Linked DNA regions of Anas platyrhynchos: region 2 is linked to region 1. The links are chromatin contacts, called in public Hi-C maps. All regions are on one chromosome and are shown on one strand. Each heading gives the region's core, a stretch centred on a gene start, on an enhancer-like site or on the middle of the called end of the contact. The rest is flanking DNA. Distances are from core to core; before and after follow the strand shown. Region 1 overlaps FAM171A1 (family with sequence similarity 171 member A1). Region 2 holds the start of FAM171A1 (family with sequence similarity 171 member A1).

Evidence for each region. A called contact is a pair of places that touch in the nucleus more often than the background predicts.
Region 2: a contact with region 1 is called in a Hi-C map of F5 follicle, with 2.3 times the contacts expected there. The contact joins the promoter of FAM171A1 here to the enhancer-like site in region 1. A contact is called at or near these places in 4 of 8 Hi-C or Micro-C datasets (F1 follicle, F5 follicle, skeletal muscle and 1 more).

What each region holds. Positions count from the first base shown.
Region 1 is chr2:137,564,286-137,571,924 of IASCAAS_PekinDuck_T2T, reverse strand. The region is part of intron 6 of FAM171A1 (family with sequence similarity 171 member A1); the gene reads left to right. Among named protein-coding and RNA genes, the nearest start is that of NMT2, 26 kb to the right of the region's middle. Within about 2 kb of position 3,769, at least 2 of the 8 cell types and tissues checked have an H3K27ac peak or open chromatin away from gene starts, as enhancers often do. A contact at or near this core is called in F1 follicle and F5 follicle, where this site is marked.
Region 2 is chr2:137,636,977-137,644,615 of IASCAAS_PekinDuck_T2T, reverse strand. FAM171A1 (family with sequence similarity 171 member A1) reads left to right here and starts at 4,036. Exons shown (of 9, transcript XM_072033672.1): 1 at 4,036-4,402.

The DNA.
Region 1 (7,639 bases), core at 2,520-5,019:
GGGAGGGAGTGGAGAAGGGACAGAAACACTAGAAATGTATTTCAGTTCTTAGAATCGCAAACGTTCTGCTGAGCTCATGATGTACTGATATAAACCCAGTGGCATCTGACTGGAAGTGCAGAGATTTTCATAGTTTCTACAGAAATTATGCGTATTTGCATATTACTGCAGCCAAAAATAATTAATGGCTTCTTAGGATGTTTACCATAAACAGTCTGTATTTTCATTGCCACAGTTTCTGTCTTTTCTCCAGGAAGAACTGGAGAGAGAAGGGGGAGAAGCAGCATAGTTTGCTTAAGGCTGAGGGTAGCTCCACTGACACTGATGAAACAGCCAGCCAGAAAAAGCAGGCTGACACCAAGATAAGACAATCTGCTGCATCTAGTTTATATTGTTACAAACGAGATGTTTCATTACAAAACAAACTTATTGCCTTGCCTGCATGGTGAACAAATTAAAGCACTAATACCTTTGTGAATAATTAATGAAATGAAGAGCATCTAACTATGCTCTGGAGAAGTTTTAGGACAAATGAATGCTTCCAACCTTGTTCTTGTGCTGGAGATACTCAGCCACCTTTCTCTGCAGCAATTCTTAGTGTTGGTAATAGGCACAGGTGCATTGATGTTGTGGAGACATACAGTAAAATGCAATTTCATCATTCTGCACTGTTGATATACCTGTATCTCTCTTGGATCTCATGCACCACTGGAAGAGTGCTTATATTTCAGTTTTGAACATAAGAGATATGGATTTTCATTTTTATAATCAGGATTGTTTAGTGATTCTTGTTTTGTTTTGTTTTTCCATTTTCTAAGTCCTGTCTTATTTCCCTCCAAACTCTGAAGTGGTTGAAAACTTTTCATTTTTTTCTTTATCCATAAGCAGATGTTTGGGATCATGACTTCCTCCTTGTGTGTTTGCCTTGATGTCAGTAGGATTTACAGCAATATACACCAAATTTCTGTCCCGGACTTCTTTCTAACCTTGTCCATTTCTGTCAGAAATGAATACTACACACTACACATCCCAGTTGAAATTTAACTTTTTACCTCCTGAATGTTTTCCTGCTCCCACCAGCTGGGCAAAATATCACGCCTATGAATAGTTAGATGTGTTCTCCTCAGCCATTTGAACATTGGAATGGTTTTTGCTTTATGCTAAGCTGTCCATTTTTCATTTGAATCAGTGAGCAAAACTGTAAGACCAGAACTCTTCATTTCAAGTTGTCATTTTCATCCCATGTGGTATGGAAGCATTACATTGCCTGTAGACTACTAGATCTATATCTAGATCTGTATGAATGACTTAAAAGTATTACTAAATACTGCAGATCACATAATATGGAAGTGAAGTTTATTCTTTAGTGACAGTACCGATGCATCTGAATCCCACCAAGGAACAGGAAAATATTTTCAACACTTCTCAACAGTGTATGGCAAAAGACTCTTGGAGTGAAGGAGATAAACCTCCTCCCTTTGTCTCTTCACTCCTTAAAATGTGTTCCCTTTTGTGCAATAACATACATGAAGTTCAGAGTACTATTTCTCTGTTCCTGCTCCTCCCCAAACACTTGGTGTACGTCGCTGACATGACCTTGTGGGGTTTAAATTGCTAGCTTCTTCACAGGGGAGGAGATTTTCCCCAGTGCCTGAAAGCTCAACCATGTATTAATGTAAAGTGATAGCAGAATATGGAGACAAGTATCTTGGGGAACTCTTTTTATAGCTTTATAAAGAGCAATATTTTATGTACTCTCACTGTGCTGTGTCAGTGCTTTCTGGCTGCATTTGATGCCATAATAGATATCTAAATACATTGGGATGTCTGATACTTTTTATTGGGTGACGTGCTGCCTCCACTGAAAAAATATCCATTGATTTTTGTGGAGTCAGAATGTCCTACGTGTTCCTTCTTCAGCAAAATGAAGATAATGTTTTCTGTGCTCGTAAGAAGTTGTGAGAATATACTTACATATAAAGACTGTGGGTACCTATTTAAACTTGACTGCAATATGGTTTAGTTGTATTTCGTGTAGATCAAGTTCATTTTATGTTCCTAGCGCTTACAGGAAGAGAGGAGCAGCTCCTGTCAGGACCTGTAGCAGGTTATGTCTGCCTGTCTAATAGTTCTAGATAAGGTGACTTGTAAAAGTCTCCAATTTGAACTTCCCATGTGGTAGCAATAATAATTCTCCCAAAGGAAACAACAACTTTTTCATAGTTTAAAAATAAAATGCATTCCTCTTTGTTGTGGATTCAGTTAACTTCTGATTGCCACCATATTCATGCACTGCACGATAGACATGAACTAAATTAACAAAAAAATAATGCAGTCCATGCTCTGAACTTAGGTCGGACGGACTGTGTTTGGACTACATACAGCTGCTTACGTGACCTGGGACTTCATGTGCTTCTCAGTGGGTTTTTCTGGGTTTGCTACGTGTGAGAGATGTGCATAACACTGTTACTGTAATTGGCTTTTGCATTGCCCCGAGTCCCAGCAAAAAATGCATTACTGTAATCAGCACAGTGAACATGTTCTCTGCCCCCAAAGCCTGGTTTTAATACAGGCAGCATAACCAGCTTTGCAGACTGCAGGGAGATGAAGCCTCCACAATGCTGATACAAGTTCCTTGACGATTTGAATTTCATTTCCATTCTGTGATTCTGTAATATGCGAGGGCACTGCTTTACTGCGAGGATGACAGAGCACTGGAACAGGTTGCCCAGAGAGGTTGTGGAGTTTCCTTCTCTGGGGATATTCAAAACCTGCCTGGATGCCATCGTGTGCAACGTGCTCGGAGTGATCCTGCTCGGCAGGGGGTTGGACCCGATGATCTTCACAGGTCTCTTCCAACCTCGCCATTCTGTGATTCTGTGACTTCCTTCCTATATTAACTGTCAAGGTTAGATTATTCTTAAAAACTAAATACACCGAGGAATACAGATTTTTAACTAACTGCTTTTAAAGAATTCCATATTTTGTGTGTTGCCATAGAAATGGCAGCTCCCAAACCCAGCTTTTTACCATATACGATGTCTACATAATAGGTGCAGATATAATTGCAGAGTAGTAGACAGACCTCAGCAGTGAAAGGAAAAGAAAGAAGCTCTTCCCCTGATGCTTCACAGTGTTGCTCGCTGAGGTATGTTTCTCTATCTTGAGTCCTTCGGAGAGGTGCAGTGGATCACAGGAGGCAGCCGGGTTTGTTTGTGGATATGTACATTGTTTTAAAAATGTCTGTTGTGGTCTTCACACGTGTAAGTGATGTGAATGGATTCCTTGATCCTGTCCCCACCTCTTGTGCTGTCTGAGCTGAGTGAGTGGTGGCAAGAGGACTCTGTGGCAAAGCAGAGCATTTTGGGGAGATTAAGAGGACGTTGAAGGAATCAGGTCGGTGCCAAAACTTGCTATGTGAAAATAATCTACCATTATGTTGTCAAGGAAATCAAACTTGAAACAAATAGCATTGCTTCTGGGAACAGGTTTTATTAATAGACTATACATTGTATTGTGTAGATGGCCCTGTAGCTCCACCTACAGAAGCCACGCAGTAGAAGGTGGGACAAGATAGACATCAAAACTCGGGAAGTGGAGAAAAGCAGCCGCACAAGCAAGCGCTCTTGAGTGGGAGAGGAATTGAAGGTTGGTGGAAATAGAGGTAGGAATGCATAGAGCAGGAGGGCACATCGAGTGTGAAGCGTCTGGCTGGGGTTGGAAGAAGCCGGGGAAGCCCTGGGACAGCCTTGCTCCGCAGCCTTGGGATGGTAGATAAATCACAACAGGCTTCTGCTTCCACTGCCAGCCTGAGACCGTGAGTGTGACGTGAGGCTGAGTGAAGGAAAAGGCATGCAGTGTGTTGAATTGCCTCATCCTTTTACTTATTACTTGTTCTAATAATTTTGTCAATAGCTGACTGTGATTAATAATATGATAAAGTGAGGATTAAAGGCAGTATCTTTCATGTACACGAGTGACCAGGGATGGTGGCTCAGCAAGCATAACTAAGCTTTCCTTTTTGAAATATAATTATTAAGCAAGAATTATGCATGGAAGTCATTTTTATTTAATAAGTCACTTCTGTTCTGGCATTCTGGAAGGAAATGCTGAGGGGACCGAAACAATGCTTGCAGTTCCTGTACGATGTGCTCTGCCTTCTGCCCAGACACAATTAAAATTATTAAATAAAAACTGGCATGCTCTTTTGTTATATATTGACAGGTGATTTGAGGGAAAGATGAATAGAGTTTGCAAAAGCTACAGAGCTTCTCAGGCGTTAGTCAGGAATTGAACTGGTAGATTTTGCAGAAGTCTTCCAGGTAGGTTAGAAGAGTGTGTTTCCCTTAGAGCACACCAAATAATGATGGTGCTGCTAAACAGTAGCAGGACTTAGCCACGGAAGGCTTGTGTAACCAACTCTGTAACACTGGAAGAATAATGAAGGTATGAGCTCAGAGCAAGGACGTTTATTTTTTGATGTTGCCTAGCAACTCAAAAAAAAACAAAAATGTAATATTAACTTAAATACTGAAAATTTTTAAACCTGTGTGCATTGGGGGAAGGAAAAGGAGGAGAGTAATCTCTACCGATAGTCACAAGGAAGAATTTTTCAACCTCCTATTTCCTTGTTTTTTAGCTGCTTATAAAATGAACAAAAGTAAAACTAAAAAAAAACATCCTTCTGTAGGAAAACTTCCTATGCAGATGCAGATTAGAGGTGATTTTCTGCTGGAAAAAGAAATCTGATAAGCAGCTTTCAGCTGGTAGAATGAAAAGCTACAATTTGTGTATGTCAGAAGGTACTTCAAGAAGTTATTTTCAAAACTCGCCCTTGATTAACTCTCCATAATAACATTGCCATTGGAAGTGTCTAAATCAATTACTTCTAGAAACACTGGCAGGGGTGTTCTGAATATCCTCTGCAGTCCCGCAGTCTGTCTGATAATAAGCTGGCTCTTGCCTTTTGACACACACACCTCCATTTGAATGGGAATCTCTGCTTAAACAGGACGTTCCTACAAGACATTGTAGACATCACAGAAGAGAGCTGTGCTGAAAGAAAACCACTTCTCATTAAAAAATATTTATTTAAAACATCTACGCTATTAAATAGTACTGTTAAAAGCCTCTGTCTTTTCTTTCAAAAAATCTTTTGTCCGGGGAAGTTAATGTTGTGAATAAAAATAAATTCATCTAATGGGATTAGGGTTAATTTGCTCTCTGGCTAATTAAATCCTCTTATTTGCCAAACCAATTGGAAGGAAATCATTTGTGCTGTATAAGTAGCACAACTTTGGTTCCCTGCTTGATACCTTTCAGTGTGATTGGATGATCCTATCACCAAGTTGTTTAAAAGAACCAAAGTAAATAGCAAACTGTGCTTAGTCAGTGGACGACCCTCTTAACAAAAGCTCATGTGTAAAAGTAAATTATGGAAAAGAAAACCACAGCTGCCATAAATTTAAACACTGGTGTTATTTATACATTATGACTGTCCTTAGGAGAAGCTGCTGGCTACAGGACACTCCTCTAACTGTCACTGACCAGAATTGTTTTGATCAGCAATAGGAAGGATGCACAAAGAAAGCAGAAGTCAGCGCAGCGGTAATGATCTGGAAGGCTCTGAATTGGTCAGCTTAGAAAGTTTGATATGAACTAAGCGCTATTACACATTCCCCAGAGGGCTGAGTTTGGTGCTCGAATGCCAATGTGCAAACTCCTATTGAAGTCAGCACACCCAGCTAAAAGGGGCATTTGTCTCCTTTATTCTTGACTTTAATAGGAGTCACATGCATCTATCCAGAGCAGATGGCCTCGCGTGGCAGTGCTGCCTGAATTCAGCCCAGTCCTGCATCCCGTAAGCCAACAGGAGGTTTGCCATTTACTTTGGTTGGAGCAGTGTGTGATTGTCAGCGGGCACAGTCACACACATGGAAGCGAGAAGGGCGTACGTTTCCACTGATTTTACTAGAGATTAATCTAAAATAGTAAAGCCTAGCTTTAAATATATGAAAGTAGTGACTTGATCTGAGGCGCCGTGCCTCTAGACTGCAAAAGCAGTCCCATTTGTGCTGTCTGGATCCAGCAAGCTGTCAGACTGAATAGCATCTTCGAAGACAATAGGACGTGTCTTTTCTGGGCAGGCTGGCCATACGTGCAGTGACCTGATTTTGTGGAGAAATAGTCTAGAACAGGTTTTACATAATGGATTTTCTGCAATAGCTGCCCATCTGGATACTCTCCTTGCTGAAAGTGCTTTTTTTTTTCAAGCTGATTGAGAAGTAAGTTAGATAACAGAAAGGCGTTTTTAGTGCAGAATGTGTGCTAAAATGGAGGTCTAATATGAAAACCTTTTGCTGCTAAAATTACTTAGGATAGTAACCTCTCCCCCCTTATTGGAAAGTCCTAAAAGCTGTCTGAGATAAATAAAGCATGCTCATCACAATCAAAGTTGCAGCAGAGTAATAACTCTAGCAGAACTTCTGCTCTGCTGAAATCTTCAGACTGTCTCTGGTATTTGGGTATTTCTGCAGTCAGATGGAGCTCAGCTTTATCTGATTTTTTTTTTATTAGAAGTTTTCTTAAAGTACTCTCATTTTTTATATCTTTTGCAGTGTTATTGATGGTAGTTTTCGTACTTTACTTCACTTAAATGTAGAAAGGCATGCTGGGCAGCAGTTTTAAAAGGTTTTTTAGAAGAATTTTGTTAAATGGCAACATTTATTCCAAGATATCAGTAACGCTAAATGCAATTTTTGTGAGGAAAGAGTTAAGAAACTCCTAGGTTTTCCCCCTGCCATTAGCTTGAGCCAGGAGACAGCTCCCCTGACTTGAGTCCTGGATCAGCGTGTTGGCTTCACTGAGCAGTAATAGAGGAAAAAGTGGAAGAGAAATGTAAAAATGATCTATAAGCAAGATTGTCTCTATATTTAGAAGTTTTCCGTGGAGCACCAGACACTCTTTAAGAATTGATGACAAATTGGCTCAAATGGTGCCGCGCTGACAAACTCTACTGAACTTGCTGTTTCTGCTCCAAGGAGATATTGGCGTGTTTTCTTTGGAACTACACAGCCAGTCTTGAACAAAAATGATCAGTTCCATTACATCCAGTCATTTGTATTGCTGCTTGTTTATAATCGTGTGTTCCTTGCTACTTAGCAGTTGTTACACATTGTGTATAACTTAGCAAGCAGTGGAGCTGCTCAGTTGTGCTGACTTGGGAGGAAAAAGGAAGTAGATGATATAGGATGTTTGGAGAATAATGAATTAAATTATCATAACACTTAGCCGTGCAGGGAGATAAAACCTCTGTTCCCTCCTAAATCCTTCTGTTTAGTTCTCCTGCAATCGTAATCCTGCCTGCACAAAAGAAGTGAATACTGCTTGCCTTTATTCCGTTTGCAAGCTAGTGGATAGGAGAGGACAGAAAATGGAAGAAGTTCTTTATTCACTGCCCCTCGGTCTTCCCTCTTGCTTACAAGAGCAAGTACACGAGGACACAGTGGGTAGTTAGCTGCACATTTGGAGAGCATCTTGCTTCCAACTGCAAGGAAGGACCTGGAACAGGATAAGGAATTCATTCTTGACACTGCACAGCAGCAAACTGCTGCTTCCTCAAGGCAGCTTGAAATGCAAA
Region 2 (7,639 bases), core at 2,787-5,286, 72 kb before region 1:
AAAGCATCTGTGAAACTACTCACCATAGGAAACTGAAAATTTTAACTACAAGCCTAACCTCGAAGTAAAGTATATAGTCTTCAAGGCACTCTTTGAATATCTGTTCACTAATGCCTGGTGCTAACAGCCTTAGTAATAGCTAATCATGTAGTAAGTATATTAGTATACATTACTTGAAGGGTCAACTATTTAGAAATTTGTTCATACAATGTGAATATATATAATGTGTAGCCTCAGCTTGGACTAGAGGAATAGGAAATGCTGTAGAAAGGAGACATTTTATTTCCCAGCTTGGGTTAAGAATACATCCTGTCCCTGCTGCACCTCCAGTACCAGGGCTCAAATATCCCTCCTAAATAGAAATGAGCAGAGTTAGCTAAACTCTCACGGGAGCCTGTCTCAGGGCATTTTACTGTATTTCAGTGGGATTTACTGACATCTCTCATGTGTTGTTTACTCAAGCTGCAGGAAATCGGCTCCTTTTTTCCTATAAAGGTGTATAGCCAATAGGTACCAATAATAATAATTAAAAAAAAAGCATGAAAACATGACTGGGGTGTAACTGATATTTGCTTAAGTCTGAAGAGGATTTGAACTGAGCTCTAAGACATGAACTATCTCACATGTCACAGTGAGTGTTCATTCAGAAATCAATGGCGTTACCAATATGTCAGTATTAGATACTTAAGTGCTCATTGAAGCAAGGGAGAAAGGATCATCTCAAGAGGAGCTATTTGGAAGAATAGCTTGGTTTCATGACATGAATGGGTGCATTTATGAGAGTGCTACCATATAATTATATATATAAATTTAGCTTACTTGGGAAAGAGACAAGCCCTGTGTGCTCAGTATAGTCTTTAAGTATATCTGGGCTCCAATAAAGAGAGCTAACACAGGAAGCCTGTGGTATTGTATATATAGCTTGTTTTTAAAATATGCATAGCCTATTTAGGATCAGGTGTCTGCATCTCATTGCAGAAGGTCAAATTAGTTATGGAAATAGAGTGGAAAATACCGCTTTTCTTTTCATCGTCTGAGAAGTTATCTTTAGATGGAATATTGTAATATCAATATACAGATATTAACTGATACGTCATTTGGAAATAAGAGATCTCTGAATAACCACTTCCCACAAAGCTTTCGTCCTATCTTCACATCTAATTGTCTTCTGTGAAGTGGTAGCAGATAATGGCATCTCTTAGTCATGGATCCAGATTGGCGAGCTGTATTTCCCAGGCTAAATAAAACCTGAAAGCTATGAGACCACTAGCCTTACAAAGTTGAATTTCATAACTTACTCAATTTCAATTTCAATTTCAACCTTACTCAAGTTAGGTAGGGAAACATAACAGGGTAAGGCCAGAGCAGTCTATAATCCTGATGAGTTTTGATAGTTCTCAATGTACAGCCACAGGAGAGGGGCAGGTGCTATGCTGAGTGGCTACACATTGTCTTTCTTATTTGAGGGAAGAAGGCAATGAGGAAAAAGCAAAGTTAATTTTCCATACGCCTGTAGCTTTTACTATGAATTACAAACCTTTCTCTTCTGAAACTGCAAATTCATTGAATTTGCATTGAATTTGGTCGGGTGAACAAATGCCGCCAAAGCTGAATCTTGAAACAGAATATTTGTTTAGTAGTGATAAAGCAAAAGTTTGTATTTTTTGTAAAACATGATCAAGCCCCATGTAAAGGGCTTTTTACTTTCATAAATGTAAATTCTGGACAAAAGTCAGTGTAATATCCTATTTCTCAGTGCAATATCTCATTTCTTTTCCACCCCAACCATTCTGAGGAGATATATTCAATGCCAACATTTGATGGCAAAATTGTTATCAAAATATGCTAATATAATAATGCTAATAATAAATATCCAGGTATCTTGTTGCTTTAGAGTAAACTTTTCCTCATTACATGGACTAATAGTGCAGTACTTTCCAGCCCGTTTCAGCTTGCTCTTGCAAAAACTTGACTCGTGCCAAGTTCTGGTCTACAGAAAATGAAGCATTTTTGATGTAATACAGAAACTTGAAATCTGTTTCCATTGCTACAGCTACCCAGACATACTAATCAGAAATGGAAAAGCACTTCTATGCTGTTTATTTTGCTTCAATGTTCTTAAAATGGCTAACAAAGAGACAAAGTATGGTAGCTTTTTGATGCTATACACAGACTAACGCCTTCTTTGAGGTGATGTAGGGTTTACTGATAATTTAAAACAGCAAGTTTTTCAAACACCAAAAATAGTCAAAATTTTGTTTGGAGTAGTTATCTGCTGATGCTGCAAGGACCATGGTATCCGTTTTCTATGAAAGGAATAAAACTATATTCAGGAAAATGCATATTCTTTGTAAGAAATAGGTCTGGCTTTCTTTATGGTCAGAGATCTCTTACACTTAACTTTCAAGCTATGGCTTTCATCTTATTTGTACTAATTTAAATTCATGGACATCCAAAGAAAGAGAAGTAGGATCTTAAAAAAGGTGGTAGACTGTATGCAATTTTTTTTTTTTTTTTTTTTTACCATATGGCTAACGTTCTTTCTTTATGAAGGAATGTGTCATAGTAATGATGGTTGGTGGTTGGACCAGATGATCTTGGAGGTCTTTTCCAACCTTAATGATTCTGTGATTCTATGATAGCAACTAACAGCCTCCAAACCTTCATCTGTTTTCTGTTTTAAATCCTCTGGGCTCTTCAGACCATTTTTGGTTCATTGCAAATGTTCAGACAGGACACGAGACAGTATTCAAATCTTTGTTTTAAGATACAGGGATAAGATCAGATGATCTGTATGCGCTCACTTGGTCTGTTCTTTGAAATGAATAGTCTTTCTGTAACTACTTTTCTCATAGGAACGAGCTTTAGAAATAAATCCTCCAAACTCTCAATAAAAATAATAATAGTAATAAAAAATAGCAATGTCTACACCATTGTTGTCAAGTCTAAGAAAATGTATTTGAACCTCTTAACAATAAAATCAGGGTAAAATACATTATAATCAATTGGAGTGTCTCCAAAAAGAAAATGGAAAATATTCAAGGATTGCAAAATCAGTTTTATACTTCTGGGATATGAGTTGCATAAAATTCAGTAAAGAAACAACCTGTAGCTTGTGGTAGCTAGTCTGGTTACATACTGAAGTGGTGGTAAACAACTGTATTGCTTCCTATAAATAAATATCCAACATTTTTATGGTAGATTTTATTTAAAAATAGAATTGTTACAAGTTGAAGCCATAAAATAAGATGCCTCTATGAGGGATTAAACTTCCATGTATGCGAACTTCAGCCTTACAGGCAAACAGAAGCATAGACAGCATTTGGGACCAGATCATGGGAAATCCGTGAGCTGGTGGGGCCGAGGCTTTGCTTTGCACAGCTGTATAAAGACTTGCCATAATAGCTGTCCCTAGCAGCAGTCAGGAAACATGAGCAGCACCTGGGAAGCACAACGCTCAGCAGAGCCAGGCAGCCGTGAGCGCTGCGGCATTGTGTCATCTCCTGGGGAGAAAGTAACACCGAGAGATGTACACCGAGAGATGTACACCAAGAGATGCTCTTACGGATGGGGCAGATTAAACCTGAGAGAAACCGTCCTGTGAGGCCTGCTAGGATGCGGTGACAGCCACCACTGCATCCCCACGGGCTCTGCAAGGCCACAGCGGGCGCAGAGCCGCCACCTCGGCCTCCAGCATCTGCCTTCAGCCGCTCGCCCTTCCTTTCTTGCCCCATTTTTGAAGGCCCTTTCCCCGAAATGATCCCGTGTGCCCTTCGCCCTCCCTAGCCTTTATTTTCGCCCTGCAACAGGCGAGCAGGCCCCTGCGAGCCACCGCGCCCCTCGCCCGCCTCGTCCCCCCGTCCCCCCCCGCCAGGCAGAGGCCATTTTGCGGCTGCCGAGGGGAGGCAGGGGGGCGGCGGGGATAGCGGGGACGAACCCCGGGGGCAGGTAAGCACGGCCGGGCTCCGGGGCTCGGCGGAGGGACCCCCATCGTCCGCCCGCCCCCCTCGGCGGGGCAGGGCCGGCAGGGAGCGCTGTGCCCCCCCGCAGGCAGCCGGGGCCGCGGAGCCCTTCCCCCGTCTCCTCCCCGCCCGGCCCGGGGGGGACGGGGGCAGCGGCGGCCGGGCGGGGAAAGCAGGAGGGGCAGCGCCCGGCAACATGGAGGGAGGCGCGGAGCGGGCCGGCCCCTGATGCGGCTCTTCCTCCTCCTCCTCCTCCTCCTTCTCCTCCTCCTCCTCCTCCTCCTCCTCCTCCTCCTCCTGCTCGGGGCAGCGGCTCCGGCGGCGCTTCGCTTCCCTCCCGGCGGCGATGAGCAGGTCGGCGGCGCTTCTCCTCTGCCTGCTGGGCTGCAACGTCTGGAAGGCGGTGACCAAAACCTTAGGGGCGCCCGAGGCGGCTCAAGGTCGGTGCGGGGAGGAGGGCGGCGGGACCGGCCCGCTTTGTGCCGCGGCTCCCCGGAGCTGGAGGCTGCATCGTGCCAGCAGCCTTGGGAGGTTGGGGGGGGGACCGGGGAGAAATAAGGGGGAATTGGGGGGGGGCGATGGGAGACCCCCTCCCGGGGACAGCCCCGCGGTGCGACCCCCGCGGCTGGGGAGCTTTTGTTAGCGGCAGGGGCTGCCGCCGGCCTCATTGTGCGGCCCCCTCGCTCCTTCCCTCCCTCCCTCCCTCTCTCCTTCCTTCCCTCCCCGCTTCCCGAGCTGTTGCATTGCGTCCATCCCCCCCCGGCAGCCCTCCTGCCGCAGGGCCCGGGGTTGGGGGGCGCCCGGCTCCTGGCCCCAGCTCCTCGCCCCCCTTCTGTGGGGCCGCCGTGCTGCGGGCTCGCCCCCTTCCCCCGGGGCTGGCCGGGCCCCGCAGGGACGTTTTGGGGCCTCATCCCGGCCTTTTGTTCGGTGAGGAGGGCTGGGGCAGCCGGGGAAGGCGATTTGATAGCCTGGCACCCACCAGCACCTCTGGGCTGGGAGCAGGAGCCCCGCTGGGGCAAGAGCCCAGCACCCCGGGGTGCTGTGGGGGTGCCCCTGTGGCAGTCGCTGTCCTCCTGGGCCCAGTTGTGCAGCCCTGCACCTCGCAGGTACCCGTGGGCAGGGTGTGGAGCAGCACCTGCCCCATAACCCGCACCCCATGTGGATGCCAGGTGGGTAGGAGGCGATGCTCCGTGCCCTGCTGGCTCCCGGCGTGGTGTGACGGAGAGCTGCTCCTCGCTGCGCCTGGAAAAGGGCCCTGCAGCAGCAGTGCGACCAGGACTGTGTCAGAAAGCAGAAAACCTGGCGACCTGGTGGTCCTGAACGTGCCAGGCCCTGGATGTGCCGTGATTAAATGCATCTCCAGCATCGTCAGTTGCCTCGTAGCTTGCGCTGTCAAGTGGCCCTGCACCATCAGGGGTGGAGGAGGTCTTACTCCAGCTCAGCCCCCGTGGCTGTGCTCAGTGGCCTTCTTCCCTCTGCGGTAGGATGGAAGTACATCTTGTAAAGAGGGTGCTTGTGTCCCGTTTCCTATAAGCTTTCCTGTCCTGCCCTTCATTAAGACCCAGTGAGCAATGCTTGCCACAAGAAATGAAGGAATACGTTCAAAGTGATATTTTTTTGACTTTTTTATACTTGTAGTTATGGTATACGCTGTAGGTAGACTCTTGTGCTCATATATTCAAAAGGTGCTGGTATCTCATAGAAAAACCTACCACGCTAGGCGATCTGATGTCAATGTCATATTCAGTCCTTCTTTTAAGGACAGAACATCAGCTGTTACAAAATAAGTACTAAACTATGACTCAAGGGCCATTAAACTCAGGACTGTATTGAGTTTACTGACAGGTGAGATGGGGAGAAAAAGACCTGTGTGCATCCCTTGATGCTAGTACTTGGTATCTGAAGTTCTATTGTAATTTCTGTATCATAGGAGAAATCTGTTGTATGCACAATCAGAATGGTGAGGTATCAGCAAAATTAATGCTTTTCAACCGTCCTGTTGATCTTACCTCCTACTGTAAGCTCAGCTCAGAGTATCTTGGAGAGACTTGTCTCCATAGCTGCTGCATTCCCATCAGAACTGCTAGCTGATGCTTTAAGTAATAGCAGCTATGTCAGTGAGTTGAGAACATTTGGATGTAGATGGTCTAATTTTATCTTCAGTGTAAGAGCAGCTCAGCTTTCATAGGTAGCATTATTTCCCAAATTCTTATTGTGAGCTTTGGATGTCTGCATTGGTAAATGGGTATGTAGAGCTGATCTAGCACTGAAGCATGAGCTGTAATTATTAGTTACCAGCTATTTACCGTGAATCTCTTTTAAAAAAGCTTGTGATGCAAAATTGTTGTTTGTGTACCCATCAGGTGTGAACATCAGGGGGATGGGGATGGGGAAGTGTTTTAGCACCCCGCACATTCCTTGTTTGTGTGCTGAGCACAGCAAGCGCTAAGTGGTTATACAGCTTAAACCAACTGTTTTTTCCCTCCTGCCCTTTAGCACCGTGGTGATAGTTCTAGCTACAGGTGAAGAGAGAGCACCACTGCCAAAGTTTAGGGATGCATGCAGATGACATTCTTTCCTCTGAATGGATGCACCCCCTGTGGCTGGGAAGAGACTAGAGTACCAAGGCATCCGAATGAAGGTGGAGGTGAGAAAACCAGAGGATGCTATTGTGAAGTAATTGCTTCAACTGCAGTATTTAGTACTGGACAGATTACAAGAGACTATGGTAGAATCCTCTCTGTGGTGGGATAGGTTAAATGAGAGATATAGTTAAGATTTTCCATTCCTCTGTTAATGTGAATATGTCTCAGACTTGGAGCTATTTGAACATGGGTTATGTAGCTGGTGTCCTGATTCAGGAACGGAAGATGAGCGAGTCTTTGCATCTAGCATTTCTCTTTCTCACTGCTCTCGGCCTTCTGTTCAGACGATTCCAGCCTGAAATTCTGCTCAGGCAGGCTGGTTACATAATCGGTGAATATGGAAAGTACTGGTAATTAAGCTCCGCATTTAGCACCCTATTTAGAAAATTGGATGACTTTGGCAGGCTGTTACCTTATTTGGCTCATTATGCAGATACAGTGTGGCCTCCGAAGGTCACAGAGGTAACCTGTAAGTGTCAGTAAGTGGAAGAATTTTCTTTCTTTCTTTTTTTTTTTTTTTTTTTTGGTACAGTAGAGTCCAAGCAGATGAGTTACTCATTTTTGTCATTACTGGGACTTAGCACCCCAGCAATGAAGTTGTCAGAATTCCAGGAAAATACTTTAAGGATTGATATGATGTTCTCTCTAATTTCTCTAAGATACTTACAACCTGGCCAGTGTTTCAAACGGGACTAAATTATATTTGATTTTTTTTAAAAATGTTCTATTATTTATTTCAAAACTTAAATTGGTTTGAATGTATGCTGAAATTAATGTATAGGAATTTTAATTTAAAAACAAACAAGCAAACAAAAATACCGATGACCCCTTACGCTGGATTTTGACTGTCAGTAGGTGATTTGGCTGAGTACAGCTGAAATACTCGCTGAGCTCTTTTCACGTGAGCAGCCCCTTTTAAACTTTGGGAGCCTTGGCAAGGTGGGAGTTTAAGAGTTATGTGAGGAGGCGACAGGAACCCGGGCAGAATGCAAGAGAAATCAGTGTAATTTGAGAGGGGTTCAATCTCTTTGT